4 separate regions of the Mus musculus genome follow, and regions 1, 2 and 4 are each linked to region 3. The links are chromatin contacts, called in public HiChIP or PLAC-seq and promoter capture Hi-C maps. All regions are on one chromosome and are shown on one strand. Each heading gives the region's core, a stretch centred on a gene start, on an enhancer-like site or on the middle of the called end of the contact. The rest is flanking DNA. Distances are from core to core; before and after follow the strand shown. Region 1 has its middle 16 kb from the start of Clmn. Region 2 overlaps Syne3 (spectrin repeat containing, nuclear envelope family member 3). Region 3 holds the start of Dicer1 (dicer 1, ribonuclease type III). Region 4 has its middle 45 kb from the start of Clmn.

The links. Promoter capture Hi-C pulls out the DNA fragments that hold promoters and counts their contacts. HiChIP or PLAC-seq counts read pairs in DNA pulled down with a chosen protein or histone mark.
Region 1: a contact with region 3 is called in an H3K27ac HiChIP or PLAC-seq map of extraembryonic endoderm stem cells. The contact joins the enhancer-like site here to the promoter of Dicer1 in region 3. A contact is called at or near these places in 4 of 39 promoter capture datasets (the SN4741 cell line, cranial neural crest, liver and 1 more), 1 of 484 Hi-C or Micro-C datasets (embryonic stem cells) and 6 of 115 datasets of contacts at active chromatin or transcription factors (bone marrow-derived macrophages, embryonic stem cells, epiblast stem cells and 1 more).
Region 2: a promoter capture Hi-C map of cranial neural crest shows a contact between it and region 3. The contact joins the enhancer-like site here to the promoter of Dicer1 in region 3. A contact is called at or near these places in 3 of 39 promoter capture datasets (the C10 cell line, cranial neural crest and liver), 6 of 115 datasets of contacts at active chromatin or transcription factors (embryonic stem cells, extraembryonic endoderm stem cells, forebrain and 3 more) and 1 of 9 other capture datasets (liver).
Region 4: a contact with region 3 is called in an H3K27ac HiChIP or PLAC-seq map of differentiating embryonic stem cells, with 2.3 times the contacts expected there. The contact joins the enhancer-like site here to the promoter of Dicer1 in region 3. A contact is called at or near these places in 7 of 39 promoter capture datasets (the 3T3-L1 cell line, 3T3-L1-derived adipocytes, cranial neural crest and 4 more), 5 of 484 Hi-C or Micro-C datasets (cranial neural crest, embryonic fibroblasts and embryonic stem cells), 18 of 115 datasets of contacts at active chromatin or transcription factors (SST interneurons, bone marrow-derived macrophages, craniofacial prominence and 10 more) and 1 of 9 other capture datasets (embryonic tail).

Annotation. Positions count from the first base shown.
Region 1 is chr12:104,877,900-104,884,923 of GRCm38.p6, forward strand. No RefSeq gene overlaps it. Among named protein-coding and RNA genes, the nearest start is that of Clmn, 16 kb to the left of the region's middle. Within about 2 kb of position 4,347, at least 29 of the 459 cell types and tissues checked have an H3K27ac peak or open chromatin away from gene starts, as enhancers often do. A contact at or near this core is called in extraembryonic endoderm stem cells, where this site is marked.
Region 2 is chr12:104,979,802-104,987,621 of GRCm38.p6, forward strand. All of the region lies in intron 2 of Syne3 (spectrin repeat containing, nuclear envelope family member 3), which reads right to left. Among named protein-coding and RNA genes, the nearest start is that of Syne3, 15 kb to the right of the region's middle. Within about 2 kb of position 3,805, at least 124 of the 459 cell types and tissues checked have an H3K27ac peak or open chromatin away from gene starts, as enhancers often do. A contact at or near this core is called in trophoblast stem cells, where this site is marked.
Region 3 is chr12:104,746,704-104,753,512 of GRCm38.p6, forward strand. Dicer1 (dicer 1, ribonuclease type III) reads right to left here and starts at 5,249. Exons shown (of 27, transcript NM_148948.2): 1 at 5,045-5,249.
Region 4 is chr12:104,906,573-104,914,025 of GRCm38.p6, forward strand. No RefSeq gene overlaps it. Among named protein-coding and RNA genes, the nearest start is that of Clmn, 45 kb to the left of the region's middle. Within about 2 kb of position 1,744, at least 28 of the 459 cell types and tissues checked have an H3K27ac peak or open chromatin away from gene starts, as enhancers often do. A contact at or near this core is called in differentiating embryonic stem cells, where this site is marked.

The DNA.
Region 1 (7,024 bases), core at 3,097-5,596, 130 kb after region 3:
GCAGAATCATGTGTAGAGTATAAAGGTCACAGGGGAGTTCCATGGGGACCACAGGGACCTGGTGTCCCCATAGAGCATGTGAGCTAATTACTCAGACGATCACCATGACTTCAGGACACCTGCAGTAAGGATTCCTTGAGTTTCTCTGAGTCACCCCCAAATGGACAGCAGACCAAAATGAAGAGGAGAGAATGATATAAATATTGGAGTGCCCACCTCTCTTTTTCATGGAAGGAGACACCTGGGCTCAGAGAAGTGGCCTAAGAATCCAGTCCCAACAGCAGGAGTATACAGCTCATCTAACAGCCACAGACCCAGGGAGGCTGTCACGGCACTAGATAACAGCAGCAATTCTCAACCTGTGGTTCGTGACCTCTGGGGGTCGGGGGGAGGGTGTCAAATGATCTCTTTTCACAGGAGTCACATGCCAGATATCCGGTATATCAGAAAATTACATCATGATTCATTAACAGTCACAAAATTAGTTATGGCATAGCAACAAAATTTCATGGCTGAGAGTCACCACAACGTATCGAACTGTTGAAATGTTGAAGCTTCAGGAAGGTTGAGAATCACCACTGTTCCGTAGGCGAGGCCAGGCATGTGGCTGCTCACACTTTCTGCCACATGTTTGAGAGGAAGGCATCTCCACTGCGTGGAGAGAAAGGGCCGACAGGCAAATGTTGACTCCGCCTGTCTGACATCCATGCCCACTCCCGCTGATACAAGCATCCTGACTTCTGTAGGAAGAGCTGCTTCTGGGAATGGGCCAGCTGATGGGATTCTCCACCAAGAGGCTTGCTATGTTACTTTTCAATTGCTGTGAAACCGTAACCAAGGCAACGTGTAGGAAAGTGTATTGGGGGCTTGCTAACACCTTCAGAGGCTGGGTCCATCACCATCGTGGTTAAGGAACATGGCAATACCCAGACAGGCATGGCTTTAAAGCAGCAGCCGAGAGCTTAGATCTTGATCCACAAATACATACAGGGCAGAAAGAGCTATCAGGAAATGTCATGGGCTTTTGAAACCTCAAAGCCTTCTAGTGACACACCTCCTTCGACATGGCCACACCTCCTAATCCTTCCTAAACAGTTCCACCAACTGGGGACCAAGTATTAAACATATGACCCTATGGGGTAATTCTTCAAACTGCCACAAGATTCATGTTCTATAGCCACAGAGTGAACTAGGACCAGCTCAGTCCATCCAGGGCAGTCCCTCGCTCCCCTGCTGTTTCTGTCTTAAGCAGAGGGAAGCAGTGTTAAAAATGCAAGAAACTAGCATTTGGTGGTGGCACATGCCTTTAATCCCAGCACTTGGGAGGCAGAGACAGGCAGATTTCTTAGTTCGAGGCCAGCCTGGTCTACAGAGTGAGTTCCAGGACAGCCAGGGCTACACAGAGAAACCCTGTCTTGAAAAACCAAAAAAAGAAAAAAAGAAAAAAAAGCAAGAAGCTGACTTGTCCAATAGAGGACAGAGCAGTGACCCTGGAAACATTCCCAAGGGTTCCCGCCTCCGGGCCTGTTCTGCCCCATGCCTCTACCCAAGGCTCCATTACCCTGATGGGGGGCCTCTTGGGCCTGCCATACCCTGAAGAGTAGGAAGTGATTCTTCGCATCATCCTGCTAACAGTGATGGAGGCGGCCTTGCCACAGGGAGAGCCTTTGAAGAGGGGTGAAAGCACAGCAAGAGCCTGTGATAGGATGGCACCTGGCCTGACACCACGGAGCAGCCCGGGAGGTCTATGCTCCCTCCACGAAGGCATCCAGCGAAAGCACAGCCACACATCCTCTCAGCCTAGAGTTAATGGGATATCTTGATTGTTCCTGTCAGCGAATGACACCGCTATTCAAGCTTTCAATTCATCACGTACTTTTAAAAGCAAACTCTGGGGCCTCAATTAAATAAGCTTCCTCATTTACTTAATAATGGTGCCATATTGACGGAACAGGGACATTCTGTGAGGAACATTCCCTTCGCAGACTCTTTCAGGATCTGAGGTAGCAGATGGGGGTGGGGCGAGCAGCCTCAGGCTGGCTTGGAGCCTTGGTTGGAACCATGGGACCTTGGAGCCTGAGAGTTGACCTGAAAGTCACTTTCAGGCTGCCTGAATTCTTTACCACCGGTCCCTCAGATCCCATCCTTGGTAAGGCAGGAGTAGCCTCTGTCACACAGCAGGGGCTCAGAGCTTGCTTCCTTTCACAGTCCTTTGGTCAGTGGTTTTCTCAGGCAAGCTGTTCATGCATCGACCCTCTGGCCAGGGTCCTGGGGCAGAGAACCAACAGGCACCTCTACTGAGAGGCCAACACAGCCACCATGACAGCCAGTCTCTGGAACTCACTTCCTCCCCTCACATATCTTTCAAGGTCCTCTAATTCCTCTCTATCCCCAAGAAGGCTCCCAGGTTCCATTTTAGTCATCTCCGGACCTGTAATCCATCCTGAAGTCTGAACCTTGGTTAGCGCAAGCTTCCACCAGGCGCGCCTCGGACCACTCTCACCCCGCTGTCAGGCCCTCATCCCTCAGTGTCGGGGAGCCGGCAGTCTTCATGGAACCAGTCGTAACTGTGGCCAATTTCAGTAATTTCAGAATTGCCAGGGAATTCCAGCCTGTCGCAGCTGCTCCTTCATGCTGCCTTTGATCTCCACTAGTCTCCGTGAGACGCAAAATACTGTTGTCATCCTCAATTACTCCAAGGGACAGGGTGGCCTTGACCTTGCCACCAGGCTTCCTCAGCCTACATGAGGCAGGCAGCAGCTGTTACGGAGGAAGGACAGGCTCTGGGCAAGGGAACTTCCTCAGGCCCATTCTGGAGGCCGCAGCCTCTGGAGCAGAGAGACCCCAGAGCCTGGTGCATGCTGGGCCTCCACCTTATCATTCAGCTATATCTGAGCTCTATGTTTTGTTGTTCTTTACTTTTTATTGTGAGCCAGATCCCTTACCAAGTTCTCCAGGCAGGCCTTGAACTTGCAACCCTCTGGCCTCAGCCTCCTAAGGTGCCAGAATAACAGGCTTTATAGCACTAAATGCAACTGGGCTGACTTCTCCCTATTCTTCACAGCCCCAACTCTGGGTGCATAACAAAAGCCCACCTTTCCTGCTAGGTTTCCCCTTACACAGCCCTGTCAGAATGAAGCACGGTGTTAGTGCGCCTCAGCCAAGCTCGGGGGTTTTGGTGGCCTTACCACACACTGATGTGTGCCCCAAACAACATGGCTGTCATAGATAGCAACTGTCCTCACGACACCTAGCCAGCTTGTCCAGTCCCCTAGAATTGCCAGGGGTTTTCCTCCAGAGCAGTGGTTCTCAACTTGTGGGTTGCGACCCCTTTGGGGTTGCCAAAGACCATTGGAAAACACAGATATCTATATCATGTTTCATGACAGTAGCAAAGTTATGAAGTAGCAACGAAATCATCCTATGGTTGAGGGGTCACCACAACATGAGAAACTGTATTTTCGGGTCACAGCGTGAGAAGTGGGGCTTACCGTCCTGGCCAGCCCAGCCGAAGCCTTTGTCCCCTTCCCCCTCTCTCACTTCCCACTTGTGTCACATTAAGCCACCACTTTTACATAAACATCAAATAAAACCGGTAGCCTGACTGTGCTGCCCCCATCTCTCCCAGGACAATGGTGGCCACCCCTTGCTGGCCTCCACACATCTACCTGGCTCCTCATTGATCTCCATCACTATGGATTCATGTCCCCCTGACACACACACCCCATGCCAGGCTAGTGATGGCAACCTGAATGACTTGTGCTGTGTCTTGGTCTGGCCCTTCCCCCGCCACACTGGGGACCTAGCTGAGCTAGGCACACACCCCAAGACCTTTGCACTGTGTGAGGTAATTTGACACGAGACACTCACCTGTCTCGTCCTACCAGAAGCTTATGTGTACACTATACTGTAAACCATGCCTCCATTTCCTTGTAGAAGCCAGGGCTATTTTTAATTCCCTTCCTTCTATGTAAATTCCCTTGAAATATTTCTGTGACCATGTCCCCTGTCCCCTTTAAAAAGTGACACACCCTCTACCACAATATTCACACCCACATTTTATTGACATATGAACCTGACAGTCTCCATCTGTATTTAAGCATTTCAGGGAGAGCTGGGGTCAGAACCACACAAAGTAAGAACGGTGTGTTTGTTGGCATGATGGAGGAGAGGCAAGTGTGCCTACAGGCTTTCCAGCTCTCTGAGGACCCCCATCCATTTAAGGGGGGATGAGAAACACAGAAGTTCTAGCTCAGTTACCTTGGGCAAGCCCCACACTGCTCAGCTGGCAATTTCTTCAGCAAACAATAATGATGGTGTTTACCTGGCTGCCTCCACAAGGACTGATGTCATGGGGCCCCACACAAGCCTCAGCACAAAGGCACTTGGCCAGTTAGACCTCACCACTCTGTGCAGCTGGCACCAAGGAAAGGGCTCTGTGCTGTACTGAGACGTGGCTCTCTCTTGCCTGGGACACAGTCTTTTCTGTGAGATCCCAGACTAATCTCCGGGAACAGACAGACAGCAACCATCATCACCCCCATGACCTTTCCCCAGGAGCTGGTGTGACAGCCCAGCGATTAGCCATTTTTTGGCTTTAGTTTTCTCTCCCACCACCAATCTGATGGGCACCGCTTTACATTTCTGTGCTAGCCCCACTTTGGTCATTATGGGAAAGGACGTGGCTTTGGGGACAGTTTCTTCATGTGGGTGTGTAGGAAGGAGAGGGCAAGTGGGTTTGCTCAAATGGGAGAGTCTTAGAAATGCCTGCTGCTGTACTAGGCTCTGGGTGTGGCAAGGAATAGGTAAACAGGAGGAGGCTGCCCTCGGAGAGCTGAAATCCTGTGTGAAAGGCTGACTAGGCGGATTACAGTAATAAAAGGCCATGTGACCGTGGGTTATGCCAGTCAATGTCCCATTGCTGTGCTAAACATCTGAAAAGTCAACTCAAAAGAGCCAAGAGGAGTTTGTGCTCACACTTTCATGATCAGCTTTCCGGGTCTGCAGGAAGGGTTTCATGGTGACAGGGCTTGGTGGGGTGCAGCTGCTCATTTTGGCAGCCTGGAAGAAAGGGACAGGAGAGCAAGCAAAAGGATGCAGTGGAGACAAGTGACACCCTTCCGAAGCATGTCTCCACACTGGCCTCTTTCCTTTAAACTCACCCTCAAATCTCCTTGCCGCCCATCACCACCAATTATAACTCTATCAAAGGGACTTTTCACTGATGAAGACAGAGTCTTCTCTTCTGTTTGCTGGTTCATCTAATCTGTGTCTGGGTTCATCTGTAATGCTATAGCTAGTTTGTGTGTGTGTGTGTCTGTCTGTCTGTCTGTCTGTGTGCCTGTGTGTGTCTGTCTGTCTGTCTGTCTGTCTGTGTGCCTGTGTGTGTCTGTGTATATCTGAGTGTATAGCCATAGCTAGTGTGTATGTGGGTATGTATGTGTATGTGTGTGTGTGTGTATGTGTATATAGCTATAGCTAGTGTGTGTTTTTGTGTGTGTTTATAGCTGTGTCTGTGTGTATACCTGTATTTGTGTCCATGTGTTTATATCTGTGTGTGTATCTGTGTATGTGTGTGTGTCCATGTGTTTATATCTGTGTCTGTGTGTGTATCTGTGTATGTGTGTGTGTCCATGTGTTTATATCTGTGTCTGTGTGTGTATCTGTGTATGTGTGTGTGTCCATGTGTTTATATCTGTGTATCTGTGTATGTGTCCATGTGTTTATATCTGTGTCTGTGTGTGTATATCTGTGTATGTGTGTGTGTCCATGTGTTTATATCTGTGTCTGTGTGTGTGTCCATGTGTTTATATCTGTGTCTCTGTGTGTATCTGTGTATGTGTGTGTGTCCATGTGTTTATATCTGTGTCTGTGTGTGTATCTGTGTATGTGTGTGTGTCCATGTGTTTATATCTGTGTCTGTGTGTGCGTGTATCTGTGTGTATTGTGATGGGGATGGATAGCTTTCTGTGTGCTAGGCAAGTACTCTAGCACTGAGCTACATCCTGAGATGTTTACTCAGATGAGAGTTCTAAGCAGAAGAAAGGCATGATGTCATCTGCAGTCTTGAAGGATCACCCAAGCTGCTGTGTGGAAAAAAAAAAATGGGGCCGGGTGGAGCAATGAAGAGGCCTGTGAAGAAATAAATCCAGGCAAGGACTGATAGTGACGTGGGCAGGGTAGGGGTAGGGAAAAGAATGCAGATTCCAGAGATACTTTGAAGTTATTGCCTGTGGAATTTGCTGATGTAGGGAGAGGGATTCGAGAGGCAAGAATGGTGGTGGCCTGGATATTTAGATTAACACTGAGGCAGGCGAGGCCAGCAGCTGGGGTGGGTCAGTCAGGAAGCAAGCAAAAGGAGTTGTGCGCTCAGTTTGGCACTTCCAACCAAAGGAGACAGTCGGGCAGGCTTCGAGAGACTGAAGCTCTGAAAAGAGTTTGAGAGTGACCAGTGTACGTACGTACGTGTAATATCAAATGCTTTGAGGATGGATAAGGTCACTGAGAGAGAAGAGAGGAGAGGAAGGAGGAGGGAGAGAAGAGAAGGGGAGGGGAAAACAAGGTACTGGAGAGATGAGGGAGCGACTGGGAAGGTGTTAGGTTTTCTGGTTTTGTTTATGTTCTCTTTGCTGTGTCTGAACGTCCAAGACAACTTGAGGGAGAGAGCTTGTATTTTGGCTCCCAGTTTCAAAGGGATCAGTCGGCTATTGCCTAGCTCCATGATTCACGCCTGCTGTGAGGCAGAGATCATGGCAGAGGAAGAGTGGCAGGAGTTTCTTCTTGTGCTCAGAGATCAGAGAGGCAACAGCTAGAAGTCAGGTGTCCCATTGTTTTCCTGTTTCCTTTCTCACTACATCTGGAGCCATCCACACTTAGGACAGGTCCCACCCACCCCCCACCCCACCCCCCGCAGCCCCCTAGGGGCTTCTGAATCCATTTAGGTTGATAATGAAGATTAACCACTTCAGAAGGGGGGAAGGGAGAGGAGCGGAGAGACTGATGAGCCAAGGAGGGGGAGGCCAGA
Region 2 (7,820 bases), core at 2,555-5,054, 230 kb after region 3:
TGCTCTTTTAGGGGACCCAGGTACGGTTCCCAGCACCAACTGGCAGCTAGCAACTTGGTGGTTCACAGTTCACAACTATCTGTAGCTAGTTCCATTGGATCCAATGTCTTCCAGTCTCTGTGGGCACCAGACACAAACACAGTGCACACATATACATGCAGGTAATCACACACTGCCCTTGCTTGTCAATTTGATACATTTGGAAATAACTAAAAGCCAAATGGCTGGACACGCCCATGAGGACGCTTTTCTTAATTAAATTTGTTGAAGTTGGGAAGACCCACTTTTAGATCCATGTTTAATCTGGGCCGTACCTTCTGCTGGTCACCTACACAAAGGACCTGGAAGGAGGAAGCTCTCCTCTCTATGGTTGCTTGCTTTCACTCTCACTGGTAAATCCATTCCTGAACGAGCTTTGGAGTCTACTTCTTTGGGATTCCAGCGTCTACTGAGGAGCAGCTGAGCCATCCAGCCTCATGGACTGAGCAGCTACTGGATTTTGGACTTTCTGTGGGTATCCAGACATTGTTGGACCACAGCCTGTAAGTCACTCTAATAAGTCACATATATATTATGCATTCACTATATACAATATATAAGTATATATAATATGTGCATATACACATATACATGTACCCACACATATATATATCTTCAAATCCCAAGTAGAAATAGTATTTTATTTTATTTATTTTATTTATTTATTATTTATTTTTGGTTTTTCAAGACAGGGTTTCTCTGTATAGCCCTGGATATCCTGGAACTCATTTTGTAGACCAGGCTGGCCTCAAACTCAGAAATCTGCCTCCCTTGCCTCCAGAGTGCTGAGATTAAAGGCATGCACCACCACATCCGGCTTCAGTGTCAATTTTAAAAACATAAAATTAAATAAAGTTTTAAAAGGATTCTTTCCGGGTTTGGAGAGATGGCTCAGAGGTTAAAGGCACATACTGCTCTTGCAGAGGACCTGAGTTCAGTTCTCAGCACCCACACTGGGTAGTTCACAACCACCTGTAACTCCAGTTCCAGGAATCCTACCCTTTCAGCCTCCACATACACTGTACTCACGTGTACATACCACAAACACACATAACAAAAACAAAATATTTTTTTTAATGTTCTGGAAGAATCTAGTAGATTCTAAAAAATCTTAAGTAAATTTTTTACATGTGCTCTAGCTTTCAAAATTAATAAGCATCCTTTTCTTCTAGTTTTTGACTGCTTTTTCAATCCATATTTGTGATTTAGGTGTCCTTCGAACAGTTTACAGAGAGGTAATTTAAAATTTCTATATGGATGTAATGGACCAAGGAGCCACCATAGGACAAAAGGGACCCAGAGAAAAAGAGATGGTGATACCATCAGACATGGGGTGGAGGTGGCAGGCACTGGAGCCCAAAGGAGACACCGTAACTACAGGAGGCCACTCAGCAGGACAGGCTACTGGAGCAAACCCCAGCCTTCTCCTGGCTTAGCCCTGGCAGAAGCCAGCACACAGGAGTCTGGGCAGTGCAGCCCTCAGAGGCTGGCTCCCCCATCCCTGTGCTGAGTAGTTTTATGCCAACTTGACACAGCTAGAGTTTTCTGAAAGAAGGAAAACTCAATTGCGGGGGGTGGGGGGAACCCTCTGTAAGATCCAGATATAGAGCATTTTCTTAGTGATTAATGGAGGAGGGGGAAACCCATTGTAGGTGGTGCCATCCTTAAACTGGTGGCCCTGGGTTCTTTAAGAAAGTAGGCTGAGCAAGCCATGGAAAGCAAGTTAGCACCCCTCCATGACCTCTGCATCAGCTCCTGTCTTCAGGACCCTGCCCTGTGTGAGTTCCTGTCCTGGCTTCCTTTAATGATGGGCTACAGTGCATATAGGCCCTTTCCTCCCCACTTGCCTTTAGTCATGGTGTCTCATCGCAGAAATAGAAACCCTAGCTAAGACAATGACATAGGCACAGATGGGGTGGGGAGAGGCAGATAGGAGGGCGCTGGGCCAGAGCGAAGCACACTGTCCATTTGGAGGATCCCTGTACCCCAAGTCTAGCTCCCAGAGCAAAAGGCTGAGCTAGTCTTGCAGGAAGGGCTGGGTTCTTGGCATTGGCAAAAATGCCTAACCTGGCCTCCTGACAGCTTGGCTCCCAAGTCCTGTCTCCTGGGGTCAGTCAGATCTCCCTCCTCTCCCTTCCTTCTTTCAAGCTGAGAGTCCCTACTTGGCTCTATGGTGTTATTGGTAAAGCACCATGCCCCTAGCCTTAATCCCTCTGTGCTGGTCAGTTGTTTTTTTGTTTGTTTGTTTGGGTTTTTTTTGTTTTGTTGACAACTGGGAAGAGGAAATCTTATTTGAGAAAAATGACTCCATCAGATTAACCTGTAGACAAGTCTGCAAGACATTTTCTTGATTAATGATTGATGTAGGGGAGAGAGTCCACCCTGGTCGGGTGGTCTTGGATGGTATAGGAAAGCAGGCTGAGCAAGCCATGAGGAGCAAGCCAGTGAGCAGCATCCCTCTGTGGCCTCTGCATCAGTTTCTGCTTCTAGTTCTGTCCTGGTTTCTTTCCTTTACGATTATAACCTGTGAGTCAAATAAACCCTTTCCTCCCCACATTGCCTTTGGTTGTGGTATTTATCACAGCAATTGAAAGCAAACTAAGACAGACAGACAGACAGACAGACAGACAGACAGACCGACCTACCTAATGTCCCTTTCTAAGGTTCCACTGGGCATAGCCTGCAGTACTGCTTGCCCTCCAGAGATGCAGGGCTCATGGAACCCTGATCAGAACTGAACCATATCTTGTTGATGACATGCCTAAAACACGGCCGTACCCCCTCAAATAATGCAAGGGGCAAAGTCGGGCTCTCAAAGTAAAGCACACTCTGGCATTATCGGCCTTATTCTGCAGTGAGGGAAACAGAGTCAGAGAAGCCTAAGAACCGGCCCGGGAGTGGTAATTCCAGCTTCACAGTGGTTACAGCCGCAGCCAGCACTTCCAGGACATCCTTCATGTGCCTGACTCCATAGCAGCAACTCCCAACCTGAGGATCATGAGCCCTTTGGAACCATCAGGAAACACAGATATTTAAATTACGATTCATAACAGTAGCAAAATTACAGTTACGAAGTAGCAATGAAATAATGTTATGGTTGGGAGGGGGGGGTCACCACAGCATGAGGAACTGTGTTAAAGGGTCACAGCAGCAGGAAGGTTGAGAAGCACTGCTCCAGAGGAAGGATTTATATTTATTCAATTATTACAGATTATCACAGAGATCCACACAGGCACACACTATTCTCCTTACTGTGGTGATAAGAGAACTGAGGTTCGCGGATACTAAGAACCCTGCAAGTAGCACAGACAGGTCTTGAACCCAGGACAGCCTGGATTTAAGCCATTTGTTTTTAGTCCCAAGTGCTACACAGCCTGCCTTGCCTGCCTCTGCCTGGGCTGCGGCCCCATTGAAAGCAGCCAACTGATGTGGGGAACTGGGGCAGTCAGCCCTGTGTGAGCTATCTTCAGAGACCTGGGTCTCAGCTCAAGAACCTAGAGTTTGGGACATGCTCCATGGGGGCAGCCAGGTCCCCTCAGACTGCCTGTACTGGATGCTCTCACCCTTGTGCCCTCCCATCTCATCTACTGGCACTTCGTTCAGGAACCCTGAAGGTGTGGAGAGATCATGATGAGGAGAGCTAAGGTTTTGCAGTGGCTTTCTGAGAGGTTACATCCCAGCGTTCCCGCCCAGTCACCCTAGCTGGCCCACCACAAACTGATCCTGAGTCCTAAGGGGCATGCTCCCTGCGTTGTGACTCACCAGCCCCAGCAGTGACTCAGTCCTTCCTGCCACACATGGTTCCCACCCTTCCATTCTCCTTCCCTCTGGCCTTGAATACACAGAATTTAATTATCTGCACCACAGCTGGTTTTAATCCCAAAGCTTCTCCAAGCGTGCAGTGGGAAGGTTCCTTTCCTCCAGGCTAAGGGGGATGGCGGAGGATGCGACCGACCAAGAGATCACTGCCCAGACTGCCAAGGGGATGGTCCTTGGCCTCTCTTTCATCATGTTTACAGAAGGTGATTCTAGGAATGGAGTGTAAAAAAGGAGGGCCAAGGACTCTGGAAAAGCGTGAACCAGCTATTGAGCCAGGCACCTGCGTGCTGCCCCGTTAACCTCACACCCCTCCAGGGCAGCAGCCTCTAAAGTATGGAACATTTTATCACATCTTGAAGGTAACAAAACAGTAGCACACAGGCTCAGGGACTGTGCAAAATGCACACAGGTTTTGGGCAGGGCAGGTTCCACTGGCACCTCAGTCAACTAGCTGTGAGGTCAGCCCTCCATGCCCACGGTTTCCAGATCCATTGATGCAGCCATCAATGATAAGGTATGTAACCTTGGTTACCCTGGAACTCACTATGGAGACTAGTTGGCCTGCAACTCACTACATAGACTAGACTGGCCTTGAACACATAGATATCCTCTCTGCCTCTGCCTCTCTGCCTCTCTGCCTCTCTGCCTCTCTGCCTCTCTGCCTCTCTGCCTCTCTGCCTCTCTGCCTCTCTGCCTCTCTGCCCCTGCCCCTGCTCCTGCCCCTGCCTTGTGCCAGCTGGAATGAAACGCTTATGCCACCATCCTTAGTCTCAGATTTTTGTTGTTGCTATTGTTTGAAGTTGCATTTGAGCCGGGCACAGCAGTGTATGCCTGCACTCCCAACTCTTCGGGGATGCAGGCAGGAGGCTCAGGATGTCCGTGTTATCCTCGGCTACAAAGCAAGTTTGAGGCTGGCTACACCATAGCATCTCTAGGGAGCAGTCCCAAGCTCTCTAGCCATAGGCCTAGGCTAGGGGATACCAAGAGTTGGGAAACTCTGCATTGGCAACTCAAAGGCAGGGGGCCGATTAGGGCACGGCTGGTGCAGGATGGGGCGCTGAGGCTTTACCATAGCGTTGTGGATTTGGGTGCAATTTGCACAGGAGGAGTGCCAATCACAGGGATTCTTAGGGGTTCCTGCACACAGGGCCAGCTGCTGACAGAGAGTAGGCAGAGGTGGTCTGCAGGCATGGGACTAGCTATCTGCTGTAGGCAGAGCATGCTGAGGTGGGTGTTGGGACCATTGGGGCCTGGCTGAGATGTGGAATTGTCCCATCTGAGGCTGATACCAGCCACTCAACACAGCCGGACTTTAAAGAAGACATGTTAAGTATCTGTATTTCACACTGAAGGTGGCGATACACACACACACACACACACACACACACACACACACCTCTGAAGACCAACTAGGCAGGTGCACCTACCCTCAAACCCTTCAGAAGCCTCTGGAAGTCTGCTGAGCCAAATTGCCAGAACTCACCCATCAGTTTCTGAAATACTGAGACAGGAGCTAGAACGATGTCTCAGCAGTTAAGAGCTCTGCCTGCTCTTCCAGACTGACTAGAGTTAGATTCCCAGCACCCACATGGAGACTTGTGAGCTTCTGCAAGTCCGGTTCTGGGGAACCAGATGCCCTCTTCTGGCCTCTGTAGGTACTGCATGCACAGATATGCTCGCAGGCAAAACATACCCAGATACAAAAATAAGTTGTAGAATAGAGACTGAAAGGAGCTGAGAGAGAGAGAGAGAGAGAGAGAGAGAGAGAGAGAGAGAGAGAGAGAGAGAGAGAGAGAGAGAAGCGGGGGTGATATATAAAGGTGCACGAGTGTGTGAGAGAGTATGTGAGCACATGGTCATGTGTGCACATATATGAGTCCAGAGGTCAGAGGTCAGACTTACTGTTCTCCAAGAGCCATCCATCTACCTTGGTTTTTGAGAACAGGGTCTTTCACTGGCCTGGAACTTGGTTGAATTTTTCCCTCTGTTTGTGGGGGGTTTGGGGGGTGATGAGAAGAGAAAGTGTGTGTATACATGTGCAATGGAGGCCAGAAGACAACCCTCTGGGGCCACTCACCTTTGTGTCTGTAGGCACTAGCCTGGAATTCTCCAGGGATGTCAACCAGTGAGACCTGGACTCTGCTTGTTTCCACCTCGCCACCACTGGGCTTACAAGCCTTTGCCTGGCTTCCATGAGCCATCACTTTGGCTGTAGATGTACACATCTAACTACTAATGAGCATTTCAGGATAAACAAGGCTGCAGGAGGGCAGGGCTCATCCCAGCTGTGGGGGAGAGGCTGAGGATAGAAACAACTCAATCGCAGTCCACCTTGACTCCCTGCACTCTGCCCCACACTGCCTCAGCCATTTCTCTTCCAGAACACAGAGCTGGCTTCCTCTTTTAGAGGAAGACAGAGCATAGCCAGGCTCTAAATTCTAATGGTTGTAATTAATACTCCTGAGTTCTGTTCTCCATCTCCCCAGAGGCACTGACGGTCACCTGAGGTGCTGGCTGCTCTCCCAGATGGCAGGGCTCCCTGTTGTCACCTCCCTGTGGCAAATATGTCTCCCAGACCCAGACCTCCTAGAACTCTCAAACTCCAGCTTTTGTTGCCTCTTCCCACAGCAAGCTGTCTCTCTCTCATCCCTGTGGGGCTCAGTAAGTACTCTGAGGAAAAGGTACCAACAGGGTCCCATTTGGGAGGAGACAAGGCCCGAAACCTTTACTTAGGGTACCACCCAGGGCCATTCTTACAATGTGGGGAGAATGGAATTCTGGGAAAGCAGATCTACCCTCCCTCTACACCTCAGCAGGGAACAGAATGGTCAGGAGTCCAAGTACTTGCAGAATGACTGTTGAAGGGCCTGCCTGGCTTGAAGGATGGTTCACCAGCCCCATCCCCTCACCCCCCCGCCCCCCCACACCCCCAGGCCTGGAAACCCTCCCTGTGAAGACCTGACTCAGCAAGGAGGAGTCATCCAGGAAGTCACATCCTGTCCCCCATCAGGCACCTGTCAACCCCAGCATCCCTGAGTTTAGCACTCACTGCTATTATCTGGTCCTTGAAAACGAGGCACATGCCAAGTTAGCGCTGGCCCAATCCCCAGTTGCTCTGTCTCCTTGGGCAAGATTTTTGCCCATATAATGAAAGTCCCAGAACCCACTAGACCTGCCTGGCCAGCTAGCCACTTCCTGGGCCTCTCCCTTGAAACCCATGCCTCCTCAGAGAGCTGTCAGTCACAGTGACCATGGACTGTATGCCTCCCGTTGAGACTCTTCTGACATAGCAGCTCACGCACTCATTCTCACCCACATCACTCCTTATTTCACAAGACAAGACTTTGCTCTGTTGCCCAGTTTCAAACTCCTGCGCTCAATCCAACCGATCCGTCTGACTCAGCCTCGTGCGTAGCTGGCACTATACGCAGGTATCACCAGGCCAGCCTCGTGTGACTGATTTGTATACTTGTGTTCCAGTATTCCTTCCCTTCCTGGGCTTCTGAGCTCACAGACTCCAGCAGGCACGGCCGAGAGGCTCTCCACCCTCTACCCTCTTCAATGTGCTAGTTCCACGCACTGGCTGAAGGCCCTGGAGTGGCAAAGCTGAGTGATAGAGAGACATGGGGCCATCAAGAACCTAATGAAGGTCCAGGATGCTGTCTGTCAACTCCTTGATTAAGTGGCTCTCTGAGGATGAAACCAGGCAACGTGCATGAGGCAGGCTGAGTGCCAAAAGGCATCTCTCTACAAGCCCTGTCTCACTCTCCTGCAGGCCCCTCAGCCCTCTCCATAGGACCTGGACTGTCATGTAGTCTTTGTGGCTGCCACAAACAGCATCAACACTGGAGATCAACAACCTGCTACCCAGCCCTCTGGGCTCAGCCTGTGAAGGCACGAGTGTGCCTCTGAGGTTCTAAGTACACACGAGGCCTTGCCTGGACTGCTGATTCCAACACCTG
Region 3 (6,809 bases), core at 3,999-6,498:
TGTCTCAAAATAAATGAAGGACAGATAGCTACAGAGTTAGCTCTTAAGCAAACAACCTTCTTCTATCATCTCAAAGGTCAACCTCCACTCATGCTGGACCTGAAGCCAGAGCCTCATGTATACCAGGCAAATGCTCCACCCCTGAGCTTTAGCCTCAGCCCAAAGATCACAGTTTTAAACTAGCGTTCTCTTCATTATTTGGATTAAAGGTATCTTTTAAAAATTCTGAACTGATTGTCCTGTTTTATTACCCCCAAGAGAATTTTTTCAAAATGTTTTTAAAATCTTTATCACATATACTAATTTGTCACTTAAAAAATAAGTGATTAGTCACTTCAACAATGACATCTCTACAATACCAATAAAGCTCTAGCACTGCAGACACTCTCTCTCCAGGATTCCAGACATGCTCTCAGTCTGCAATGCCTCCATACACAGTTATGCATAGATCATAAGCAGAGAAGTAGCCAAAGGCGTGACCTGTCCATTATTAGAGGGGTTAAGGTCTTTTCCAAAGCCTTAAGATGCTACCAGTCCCCACAAGTTAATTTCTAAAACTGTCAAAATTTTTTATAAAGATAAACTAATTTTCTCAGCAAAACTAAGTGCCCTCTACACAGAGCTGTGTGCGGCAGTGAAGCGTGTGCAGTGCTTGATCCTTGATTCTATGACCCTGAGCACAGCTACAAACACTTCATGTCACTATGTGGCTTCCATGGCTCAGAAGCAAGACTCAGCAGTCAGCAGCCCCACGCCTAAAGGCTACGTGGGCATCCTTGATGACCCACGGGTCATCCCAGTCACTGACTGGTAGCATATAACTGATTATCAGATCAGGAGCACCAATTAATCAGCCATTTTAGAGAAGTGGGAAAGTCACTGTGGACCTGCAATTCAACAAAGCTTTCTCACATGGCCAAAATTTCCCATTTTTCTAGCTACACCTCAAGCATACACTCTTCTCTCTGGGTTCTTTTATTTATCAGGTCCGTACTAACACACAAGCACTCATCCAATGCATACTCCTGAAGGCCAGCAAAATTACCACTGTTTGCAAAGTTCTGACTGCCTCTACTCCTCAACCAACTGTCATCTGCCCTCAGTCAAGGCCTTCACACTACAAGTGACACTTCAACTCCAGTGGCAATGACATCACCTGAACCACACAAGCCTGGCTTACTCTTGCTCCCTGACTCTACCTCATGCTTTTGACAGGGTTTCTTTAGAACGGAATGGGAGGCACAGTCATCATGCGTAAGGGTCAACACTGTCTCCATTCGTGACCACCATCATGGTGTTGAAGAATCCAAACAAATAACCCATGTTGATGAAAAAGAAGATCTGTTTCTCCTGGCTAACGGGTACACCTTCCTCATTAATCGATGCAACCGAAATTACCCTGAGTTCCTCTTGCATTTTGGCAAATTAAAACAAACAAGTGAACGCACCTAAGGTGCTCAAAGCTGTGAATTATCCTTGTTGAAGCTCTTCGCCTAGTCCTCCATCCATGGACTGTCCTAAGCCTGCACTGTTAATCTCAGATCTTAAAAACACCTTCTTATTAGTGTAAGAACGGTCTACATTCCTTCTCAAAGAACACAGAATTATTATACAAATGTTTATCTATGAGTACAACTTTTTAAAAACCAAAGTCTCTTTAAAAGAAATATCGGTAAGCATCAAAGAATCAGGAAACAGTGCTAAAAAGACCAAGCAGCACAGACTAGAGGTGGAACACTACCAAAGTAATGTTGCCTCCAAGAGTACAGCCTACTCTGAAGATATTCCAAGGAAATCTGTAAGCAAAAGCCAACACAACACACACATACATACACACACACACACACACACACACACACACACAACCCCTCTGGCATTCAGGATGAGCTAAACTCAAACAGCAAAGCCTAAGGTAAACAAAATAATCACCCAGCTTAAACTTTCTATTTGCACAAAGTACACAGAAACCTTCGCAGCCCCCTCCTCTGCCTCCATTAGGACATAATAAGCCTGCTGATCCACTGAACAAACTCAGTGATAAGAATCCCTGGTTGCCATACTGTGATAAGAACCAAGATTCTAAAAATCAGTAACTCCTGGACTTGGAGAAGATTCTAGTCTTTTATTGACACTGAAGAACTATTTGTAGAAAATTAAGAATCAGGAAGGAACCTGAGCCTAGTGTTTTGATGAACAAACAACCTGACCACTTTGAGGTATATGCCAAAAGAAGGGACAACAGTGGGGTCTCAAAGGGTCCCATGAGTATCTATCCTCACAGCAACTATTCAAAAATCAAAAGATGGAAGCTGCTATCCACAGATGGCTGGAAAATCAGAACAAGGCATACACAGGTGCTCCTCCATCACTGGGGGCCCTAGACAGCCACTTCTAAGTTGAACACAGAACTGAGGAACATGTATACTTAGCTTGTCAAACTTTCTGGCTGAACAACGAAGCAGGATGTAAGGCATCCCAGGCTACACCTCATGATCACATAGCTGACTGGGGCAGGAAAGAGAAGCGAAACTTCAAAATTAAAAGAAAGGCCTACTATAACTGTACTTTTCCTACATCTTAAGGCTAAAAGCTGTTGCTATAAGCTAGGGACCATACAAGAGTTTCAGTCTTTCAAAGTGAGGAGACAGATGCACTTGGCATGAAGACAGAGGTGTATGCTAGGTGTCAGGGCACCAGCACCAAAGGACAAATCCTTCATGTCCATGCTTACAAGAGGTTCCTAGCACGGCCAAACTCAAAGACAAGGAAAACGAGGAAACTGTGGGGGTCGCTTGGGAATGAAGGGCGGAATGTGGCTCAGTGTTGAGTGGTCAAAGTGTCCCAGTGAGGGAGAAGTCTGGAGAAGGGCAGTGGTGAGACCTGCAAACCTGAAAGCAGCTGCACTGTACACTTCATGGCCGAAGCATCAATCCTGAGTATGCTGTCACATGTTAAAACAACTGTACACATTGAGACAAGCAGAAGTCACCTGACTCTCTCAGTGGGACAGTGCTTCTCCACTCACGCCACTGTACTGACTGAGGACGGATCCCACGTTGGGCTGTCTGCCTAAATCCACTTGGACAGCACACCCTGAGGAGCAGGCAGGCAGGCTCTGAAAGCAGAGCATGATCCAGTCAAGGCTCAGGCAGCCTCACACGCTGAAGAAATCATCAGAGTCACACTTCCCTCGTGTGTACAACCAGGAAGGAGGATGCTGCATGAACGCACTGAGAATTCATTCAGTGAGACTCTGAGAAAAGAGCCTGACACGTCTTGGTACAGACTGATGAGATTTAGCAAATGTCCTCCTTCCCTGCCACGGATAAGCGGTGTAGGCTGCAGAGAGGCAATCCTTAGAGAGCACACCCACCTGCTCAAATGACATCCCCATCTCACGGCATCAGACTGGTCAGAGAGTCAGATGTGGCAATGCTGTGACACAATGCTACACACGTTATCCTCCCTAGAAAGCAGAGCTACACCTAGACGCACTCATACATAACACCACGAAACCACTCTCTGATCAGGACCAAGAGAGTCAGGCCTGGTGGTGCATGCCTGTAATTCCGGTACCCCAGAGGCTGAGAGAGAAACTTCCTAAAAGTTTCTTTCAAGAAAGACAGAAATGAACTACACCAAAAATACCTTCTAAAACCAAAACAAGAAAGTTCAACAACAGACAAACAGCCTAGCTATACAACTCCTGCCCAGAAACACTGCCATAATGCAGTGCTCAGTGTGGGACAGGAAGACAACTACATTATTAATGCAGTTGCAAGGTCTTTTATCACCCAGTTAAAGCCAACCGAGTCATCTTTTGGAGCCACGTGTAAATTCACAAACTTAGGCTACTACATTGATCACTAAAAGCAGCCCTTGGTGCTGACAGTTCTATAAAATACACTCCAGTCATGATATTGTGCACTGTTTATATTACACACTGCATGTTTCACAGGTAGCCTGAAAAGTGAAACAGATTATTCCAGAACTCAGTCCCCAAAGATATCAAAAAGATATTTCCAAAAACACCCAAACTACTGCTTGCTACAAGCCTCACCCAGTATTCACCTTTCGGTTACATTTCAGGTCCTTGGTTACCATGAAAATTTTTGCCTAGAAAACTTAAAATGTTTATACCAATGAATTTCCAACTCAGCGATCCTACTTTACAACAGGTTTGAAAAACATATCTCAAGTTGCTTAACTCTTGAACTGCATCCTTTCCTACTGACTTACAGTGAGGTTCCTCAGAAAACTAACAATCAAAGATTCAGAAACTCAGGAGCGAACTCCCAAGTAAGTCTCTTTCACCCGATGACGTCTTTCAACACTTGATCACCATAATACTTAGGGCATCATATATCGGTAACTAACCCTTTAATCACAAGTCTACTCATAAAAGCAAGGACTATTACAGATCATAGACTCCCAGTCATCCATTTGGGCAAGTCTTCAGGACACTGGCTCTGTCCTGAAGGCAAAGTCACAAGGGCAGCTCATCTCTGCTAGGCAATCCACACCAATTTGGTGTGCTGGCTGGAGATGCACACAGATTTGGCTGAACGAAAGCCCCTTAAGCAAAGACCCTTCTTCGCAAGGTCCAGACGACCTAAAAGGGGAGGGGCACAAAACATGGCCTGGGCCACCCACCCCCTAGGGCCAGCCTTGGTCACCTGCCAATAAACACACAACAGTCCTTCCCAGGGCTCCAGCCCGCACCTCGCTGAGGCCTTGTCCCCCTCCAGATCCTCGGAGGCATCCAGGGGTCCCGCGCCATTTGGCAGGCCCGGGTCGCTCCCGAGACGCCGGCCCGCGTGGATACCTCCTGTCTTCTCCCGGGCTTCGAACGCGGAACGGGACCTGTCAAAGGCCGCTCCTCCTAAGGCGGGGGTGCGGAGAGGCCCGCGTGGACAGTTCTCTGCCCGGGCTCGGCGTCGCGGCCTGCTCCCGGCGCCCGCGCGGGCCTCGCGCAAGAGGCGGGCCGGGCATCGCCGTCCCCCGGGCCCGGACACAAAGCGGCCCAGCAGGGAGCCCGCCTCACCTGCAGCACTGGGCGCCGCGGGCCTTCCAGAACCATCGGACCCCGCTCCGGCGCGCGCGTCACAGCCCAGGCCTCCCGGTGCCGCCCGGCGCCGCCGCCGCCGCCGCCATTTCCTGCCGCTCGCCGTCGTCTCGTTCCCGCTGTCAGGTTACTCCATTCACCTGGGCCCGGAGCCGCCCGCGCCGCACCGCGCCGCGCCCCGACCCCTCCCGCCCGCGCCTGCGGAGACTGCGCAGCGCCCTGCTCGCCCGCAGCCCGCGCTCGGCCCGCGGCGACGGCGCACAGCGGCTTGGAGAATCCCACCGGCGTCGCGCCGCCGCTCCGCGCCCCCTCGCTCGCTCGCCCCGCGGCCGCATGAAAGCCGTCCTGTGATTGGACGGAGCGCGGAGGTGAAAGGTTAACCCCGGCCCCCCAGCCACTCAGAAGCCGGGAGACAGCAGACTCGGGCCGAGGCCGCGTCGGAGGCCCAATGCGAAGACCGAGCTCTGCAACGCAGTCAGCCAGCCTGCCGGCCGGCCGGAATCCTGAACGCGCCGCTGGGGCTACGCAGTCCCAGCTCCCGGCTCCTTTCCCTTCCTGATGATGGCACACATCGCCCCCATCCGCAAGCCCCGCTGCACCGCTCTTTTGGTCCAAAGAACTGATCTCTTTGGGCAGCCCTCAAAACCAACTTGAATAACCAGAAAATGCCCGCGGCGTGCAAACTTGGTTTTATAAGGCTGAGCTTTCTGCTGCGTCTTCTTGCTGAGATCAGAGGAGTAAAGAGACCGACTTAAAGAAAACCATCTTAGTGTAGGACCCTCCCCCACCTCCGTGTAGGCATCTTGGAAAAAGACTCCGGAATAGACTGGTACTCCAGGTGAGGGATGGACGCTTCTAGCCCCGGGCTTCTCTCAGCCACTGGAAGCGCTTACCTGTCCGTCTGAACTATGTCCAACAGTCCCACGTAGTGGTTGTTACCTCTCCAAATTAAGGCTAATCTTTAATAAGTGCAAGTGATTTGTTTATTTGAATAAATACTAGTGTCATTTGTTTCAATTTTTTTATTACTGTTATTTCGAAAGTAGGTCTCACTATGTAGACCAGGCTGTCCTCAAACTCCGCCTGCCTCTGCCTCTCAATTTTTGGGTTTAAACGTGTGTGCCACGCCGGGCGTGGTGGGGCACGCCTTTAATCCCAACACTTGGGAGGTAGAGGCAGGCGGATTTCTGGGTCCGAGACCAGCTTGGTCTACAGAGTGAATTCCAGGACAGCCAGGGCTATTACACAGAGAAACCCTGTCTCGGGAAAAAAAAAAGATATTTTTTTAAAGACTAACTCCTTGTCCATTAGCAGATGTTTCTGATTTCTTTACCTTTAACTTGGAGGCAATATGGTCCATTTGTTTTGTTTTGTTTTGTTTTGTTTTGTTTTTCGACACAATGTTTCTCTGTATAGCTCTGGCTGTCCTGGAACTTGCTCTGTACACCAAATTGGCCTTGAACTCATAAAGATCCAACTGCCTCTGCCTCCCAAGCACTGGGATTAAAGGCGTGCACCACATCCTCGGCTGTCTTTCAAAAAAAAAAATGGATTTGGACTATCCCAGCATGAGGAGGAGGAGGTTACCATAGCAAAATCACAGATCAAGGCCAGCCTGAGCTACATGCCAAAGCCCTGGCACATACATATATGATATATATACTATATTTGTATCATGTATATGATGTATGTATTATATATGATATCTATCATATATATGTATCATGCTAGATATTATGTATAA
Region 4 (7,453 bases), core at 494-2,993, 160 kb after region 3:
AGGGGAGGCCAGTGTCTCACAGTCCCTGTTATGGCACACTCACAATGAGCAGAAGACCTTCCACTGGGTCCGACTTCTAAAAATTCCCCCAGTCTTTCTAACAGCACTAACCTGTGGACTAAGCTTATAAATGTGGCCTCTGGGACACTCTAGGTACAAGCTGTCACAGAGGGGGAAGTGATTACGTCATGAGGTAGTACCTCAAAGAGGAGGACAGGAAGAGACTCTTAACCCCTTCCATGTGAGCTCAGAGTGAGAAAAAAGGTTCTCACCAGAAATCAACCTGTTAGGGACCTTGAGTTCCAGCCTCCATAACCATGAAAAACAAACTTCTGTTGTCCATAAGCCGCTCCGTCCGTAGTGTTTTGTTATAGTAACTTACTATAACTCTAAAATGTTTGTTCTATGGATAACGAAGTCAGTGTTCTAGTGCTGTGAAGAGACACCACGACCATAGTAATTCTTATACAATTATAATTCTTATACAATTAAACAATTGGGGCTAGCTTACAGTTTCAGAGGTTTAGTCCATTATCATCATGGTGGGGAGCATGGCAGCCTGCAGGCAGACAGGTGCAGGAGAAATTTGAGAATTCTACATATACAATCACAGGCAGCAGGAAGAGAGACACTGAGCCTGGCTTGGGCTTCTGAAAGCCCAAAGCCCACCCCTAGTGACACACTTCCTCCAACAAAGACACACCCACCCCAACTAGGCCACGCCTATCCCAACAAGGCCACACTTATCCCAACTAGGCCACTCCTACCCCAACTAGGCCACACCCACCTAACTAGGCCACACCCCTAATCCTTCTAAGCAGTGCCATTCCCTGATGACTAACCATTCAAATACATGAGCCAATGGGGGCCCTTTTTATTTAACCCTTCACAGGTATGTTTGAGGATATGAGTTAATTCGTTTATTAGACAGATGTTGTGCAAACATCTGCTATGTGTTATATTTGTGCTGGTGACTGGGGATAAACTGGTGTTGGCATATACTTATAATCCCAGCACTGGGAAGTTTGAAGCAGGCTGATCAGAAGTTCAAAGTTATTCTTGGCTAAGTTGTGAGATGGAAGATATGTGAAACCCAAGAAGAGGAAGGAGAGAGGAACAGAAGGAAGAAAGAAGAGGGGAGGGGAGAGGGGGAGGGAGGGAGAAAGAGAAGAACAGAAGGAAAGAGGCAAGAGGAAGAAGGGAGCAGGAGAGAAGGAGCGAGGGGGAGAGGGAGGGAAGGGAGGAGTGAGGGAGAGAGGGAGAAAAAGAGGGGAAGGGGAGGGAGGAAAGGAGGAGAGTGACGAAGAAGAAAGAATCCATCCTAGGAGTCTTCTGCTTACAGAATGGAAACTTTACGTCCCTCGGCAAAATATTCCCGCTGCTGTAAAAAGACAAAATGAGCCACTGAGAACAACGGCTCCCTGAAGTTTCACCTTGTCGAAAGCAGAATTCCTCACGGGAAGGCATTCTTATTTCTTGTTGTGAAAAGGCCCCCAACATGAACAAACACACGCACACAAACCAAACAGACCACAGCCTTTCATGTCAGTGTCTGGTTTTAATTTCCCCTTTTGTTGCCCAAATCAGATTTGTGTTGCTAAGGAAGTTAATTGGGGGCTGTGACCGAGCTGGGATCCCATGCAGAGTCCAACCCGTCCGGCGTCTGTCTTTTGAAGCTCTCCTCTCCAAAGCCCGTTATCTTCTGCCTTCGAACAGCTGTTGCTGTGATCTCCAATCTGCCCTGCACTGAGGCCTGACTTTATCATGAAATGAGGTGAGGGGGCCAAAGAGTTGCCTTTATTGTCTAAGAGGACGCTAAAACTTCACAAGAAAACTTCTTTTTTTTATCTGATCACCGGTTGGCAGGATTTACAGCCTCCTGGGAGAAGAGGGGTCAGGAAAGTTCAGCATCCTACTTTGCCTCTAATCAGGGAAGCAGAAGGCTTTAAAATAGGATTAGCTATCCACCGGGTCCTTTGGGTGTTTGGCCTCCCAGGGGTCAGATCAGTCCTCAGGGCGTCTTTTCAGCTCCATCTGGGTACCAGGTACCATGCTGTGTTCTTCAGAATAAAGACAGACCAGCTTTGAAAGCAAGCCAGGGGAAGAGGGAACCCGAGGTTATCTATCGCTCACCCTCTGTAGGCTCCCACAGGGCTTCACATAGAGCGCTTCTGGGCTTCTTTTTAGCAACCCCAGAATCAGAGACTAGTGATGAGACCAGCCTACTGAGGCCAAATGTGGTAAAACAGGTTCAGGCCCAGAGCTTTCTGAGCCTTTGTCTCCTACCTAAGAAAGACCTTGTGTGTCTGGGGGTGGGGGTGGGGTGTGCAATGGGGTAGGGTAGAAGCCTCAACTCCAGCCCCAGGTCCATGACAACGTGGAGGCGGATAGCAGAACACTGTCTATGCTCCGAAGATGCTGAGCAGTCAGTCCAGTAGTTTCCGTTTGACTAAAATATGCTGTAGAGAGAATCCAGTTGGTCAAGAGCTTCCCTTGCTGGTGTGAGCTCCTGGGCTCAATCCCTGGAGCCCATGTGGGGGGGGCGGGGGGAGGGGGAAGGCAATGGTGACTGCCTGTGCCTGTGACCCAGCAATGGGGAGGGAAACCTGAATATCCCTGGGGGTTGTGGTCAGCCAGGCGAACCTAATCTGTGTGCTGCATGCCCAGTGAGAGACTGTCTCAGAAAACAAACTCCTGAGGAATGACATCTAAGATTGTTATCCAGCCTAGACACATGTGTGCGCATGTGAGCACACCACAAACACACACACACATACACACACACATGCACACACACATGCACTCACACGCATGCACTCACACACATGCACACACATGCATATACATACACCTACTCACATGAACATGTATATGTATGTATGTATGTATGTATGTATGTATTGATCATCTATCAGTGTATACATCTATGTATCTATGTATCTACCCTCATATAATTCTTGTATATCACATATATAGATATATATGATATAATCCTATACATACGATACAAATATATGAATATCTAAATACATATTTATATATTATTATATGCTATATGTAATAATAAATATGTGTATATATGTATCACAATTCTTGATGCCTCTCTAATTCCAATATCTTCCTGAAAGCTAAACAGCCTCTGGGACTCAGGTTGGTTAGAAGCAATGGGACCACCAGCAATCATGGCTTCTTCCAATCTTCTATCCCTTCTATAACAACAACAGTGACAGAGTGTCATTCAGGTCTAAGATGTTGTCTGGTCAACATGCCACTCGACTCATGGGTTCATCAGGCGCTACCTCCTCTGGGAAGCCTGGCTGATCTCCCACACCCCTCACTGATGGCCAGCATGGGGTGTACACAGCTAGGACATTTGTATTTGCTGGCTCAGCACTTATTGAGGTAGAGGTGAAAGGAGCATGTCATATAGTCAGTCGTCACTCAAGGGAAAGGATTGAGGGCCACAGGGGCCAGATACAGGGCATGATCTTTGGGGGGAAGACCCTGAGGGTTCTTAGGAGATGCTGGTCTGGGACCTTTCAGGCTGGGGGACAGGGACAGTGTAAACCCACCTACGGTTAGGATGCTTAGCTGGTCTCCAGGGCTGGCATCTGCTTTCCTGTAAGTGTAACCGCCCAAACAAACAAAGGTGGCCTCCGGAAGGTCACAGGTGGGTGGGATGTAAGTGGGCACACTATGAGCTTGGTGGATTCTGTTTCCACCATGAAGCTGAACGCCCCAGGGATCCAAGGACAGAAGAATTAGTAACAAATCCTGGGTCTGACACTGGCTGAGCGTGGGCTGCCATTTGATTCTAGCAGCCTAGCTCCCGGTTTGTGTTGGGTGGAGGTATGGACACAGAGAGAGAGGTGCCCCTTGGTGCTCAGCATGGCCTACCCGATAGCAAAAGCCTGAAAGCAACCTGTTGTTTCCAAAGTGATCCCTAAATCTCTTTCCCTCCCCCTCTGCTTGCCCTGGCCCCCAGTGAGGCCTTCCGTGGTGGGGGTACCTTCCCTTCACCCTGCACCTCTTGTAGCTTCCTTGGCTTTACCTCAGTTGGCCCACCTCTCACACTAGAACTGGGGGTGATGGCTTCAGGAGAGAGAGCTTGCTGGGAGTTGCAAGCCCTTCAGCTGGTCTGAAGGGGAGTTTCCTGGATGACTGTTCGAGTCCATTTTGGTTCTTTTCGCTGCCTTCAGGACCGGCGCTCCCTAGAGTCCTTCCTGCCTTTGCCAACACAACTACAGCCCTCATGGTATCTGACAGAAGTGTAAAAGCTCAGACTGTATGCACCCTGCTCAGTCCCTCCAAGGCCCAGGCCTCCTGCAACCAACTAGGCCTACATTTCTCCCTCAGTTCCCACCATGGCAAATTCCAGAGACAGCTATGTGCTAGCTGCTGCTGGAGACTCTGTGCTGTGTGCTAAGATCAACATGCTGTCTAGAAACAAGAATTCCTCACTTGGGAGCCATGGTGGGTTCCTCTAGCTGGCTGGATCTGTTGTGAATTTCTCACTTCTGTGTTCCTTTCTCTGAAGGTTCCATGAATTTCAGGTTTCAGTAAACTTAATTCAGCACCTACCAGACACCATCGTTCCATCTGCACAGTCCCTGTCCCTGGGCACACCAGAGGATCCCACATCTGCACAGTCCCTGTCCCTGGGCACACCAGAGGATCCCACATCTGCACAGTCCCTGTCCCTCGGCACACCGGAGGATCCCACATCTGCACAGTCCCTGTCCCTCGGCACACCAGAGGATCCCACATCTGCACAGTCCCTGTCCCTCGGCACACCGGAGGATCCCACAGCTGCACAGTCCCTGTCCCTGGGCACACCGGAGGATCCCACAGCTGGGACAAGTGTGCTTCCTTTACTAAGGCTGGTGTTAACAAATGGAACTGGCTGGCTTCCAGCAATGGGGGTTTATTCCTGTGTAGGTCAGGAGGCGAGCATCTAAACCAAGGCATCACTGGGCCTCAATTCTCCTGAGGGACTCCATTCCACAACTCTCTCCAAGCCTCTGCAAGTGGCTCACGGTCCCTGGTTGTATGCAGGATTCCAACACCTGCCTCCATTGTCACGTGACCATCTTCTTGAAGATACCAGGAATGACAGATTCAGAGCTCAGCCTACTCTGCAAATATTATCACCTTTGAAGAACTGGGTTACAATGTCAATGCTTTGGGATTTTGGGGGCGGGTGGGGGTGGGGAGGGGACGCAGCATACCCTTTAAGACCCACTAACAATGGAATCAGACCACAGACTCAGGTCTGATGGCATATCCTTGCTCTTTGTGCCTGAAGCTGATGACAGCGGAAGCCAGCATTTCAAGTGGCAACAGCAGTGTTGTTCTTGGTGATTATAAATCACAAGAGCCCCACAAGGCAGGCATTGAGATACCCCCACTTTAGGGTCTCTTTATATATGTAGCCCAGGCTGTCCCCAAATTCAAAATTCTGCTCCAGCATCCTTCATGCTGGGATTGCAGGTCTGTGCCACCATGTCAGGACCGAATTCCTTTTAAAGGTGAGAAATTGGGGGTTGGGAGGGAGGGGGCTCACACTCAAGGCCACAGGATCTCATAGGAGCAGAGCTGGGACTTAAGCTGCTGTCCTTGACACCCCACTGAATCTCCTGAAGACCTGCCTTGCTAAGAACACGGTGCAATGTGCATATATGTTGGTGAAGCACCCCTGGGAACCTTTCAAACAGACCACTGGGCTGGCGGTGATTACTGCAAACCCCAGCAGAAAGGGAAAACTTGGAAAATCCTTCATGGAAGAAAGGACTTCTCAGGGCTAGGTTTAGCAGCGCAGAGACAAGGCTGGGGGTGGTAGGGTTCTGTCTGACTAATTCAAAGCTCTCTTCTCGAGTAGATGAGATAAGAAGGGGGCTTGCTGTTTACTGAGAACCCAAGCTGGGGTGAGTCTGTGTGGACTTAACCTCCTGGCCCCTGCTCCAGCAGAAATGTACTTTGAAAGCTTCATTCCTCTCATGAGGAGGGACATCTCAGTAGGGGGTGGAAGCCTGAAGAAAGGGGACCAGCTGAGCAGGCCCAGTGCCTTCTTCTTCCCACGGATCCGGAGCCAGCCTGTGCCCCAGCCCAGAACCCAGAACACTGAGCGGTGAAACGGCCTGCCAAAGGCCGACCTAGATCCATCCTAATATCCAGAGCAAATGACTCCCAGGGAGCCAGTTCCGTTGCCAGGGGCCTGTTGTCTGCGTCAGGCAGTCAGCTGTCACAGTTGAATGACATTTGACAATTGGATAATACTTGTATTTTTAGGCATGGGTCACAGAATCCTTTTGTCTACTGCCAGGGCTGCCCCCACACTGGGACTCTAAGGAACAGAACCTCTGGGTGCCTGAAATTCATGCTTCAGTAAAAGTGGGTGGGTGGTGTCTGCCAGGCTAGACAGCGTGTCCCAGGGTGAGAAGACCTCTACCAAGGACATAGGGGTCTCTTTGGTGTCTTGGCAGAGCATGGTCACTGTAGCTGGTGCTAACCCACAAACGGCCAAGTTTATAACTTCATGGCCCTGCAGAAAAGAAGGCATACAGGTTGGTTCCTCTGCACAGGGTAGGGGGACTGGGCTGTGGCAATGGTGACAGGAAACAGGTGTTCAGCCAGCCAAGCTAGCAAGGTCAGCAAGAGCTATGAATGCTACAGGCGGGTGGGCAGCCAGCATGAAGTGGGGTGAGAAATGAGCTCTGAGGATTCCAGTCAAGAAGGTGTTCAGAAATAGAAGGTCCATATTAAGGACCAGGCACTGATCACACAAGGACAAAGCTGGGCCCCAGGGTCTCAAGCAGGGCCCCTCAACTTTGGCATTTGACCTGCAGAGCTGGCTCGTTCTTTGTCCTGGGTAGCCAACTGTCTTCTCCATTGTTGGCCATTCAGTAGCATTTCTAGCCTCTCCCCAGCCATGACAATGAATCATGTCCCTAGACATTTCTAAATGTTTCCAGGACAGAGGCATGAAACTGTCCCCTGTAGAGTCTTAGAAGAATCTGGAGGTTTGGGGACAGAGGGCAGACTACAGGGATGGACATGAATAATGGCCCAGGCTGTGGGACAAGGGACCCACTCTCCACTCACCCTTTGTGCTTTAGTTAGGGCCCTGGGGCAAGCGTAGGGCGCCTCAGGCCCCTGTTCCCACAGAGGACACACAGGAAGGTGTCACAGGTGAAGGGAAAGGCTGGAGGCTGCTGGAAGACCTGGCTTAGAAATAGCAGGACAACGGTATCCTTGGTTTCCCCTTCTGTATAATGGGAAGAACAGCTCCTCTCTCACAGAGACCCCGCAGAGGTTAGCAGCACTTCTGTGCCTGCTGTTGGGGGAGTCGGCCAGCAAGGCTGCTACTGCCATAGCTGGTTCTCATGTCTTCCACCGTGATCCAGACATGGCTCCTCCCATCCCCAAGTGTCAACTGCTTCTCTCATTCCCCTGA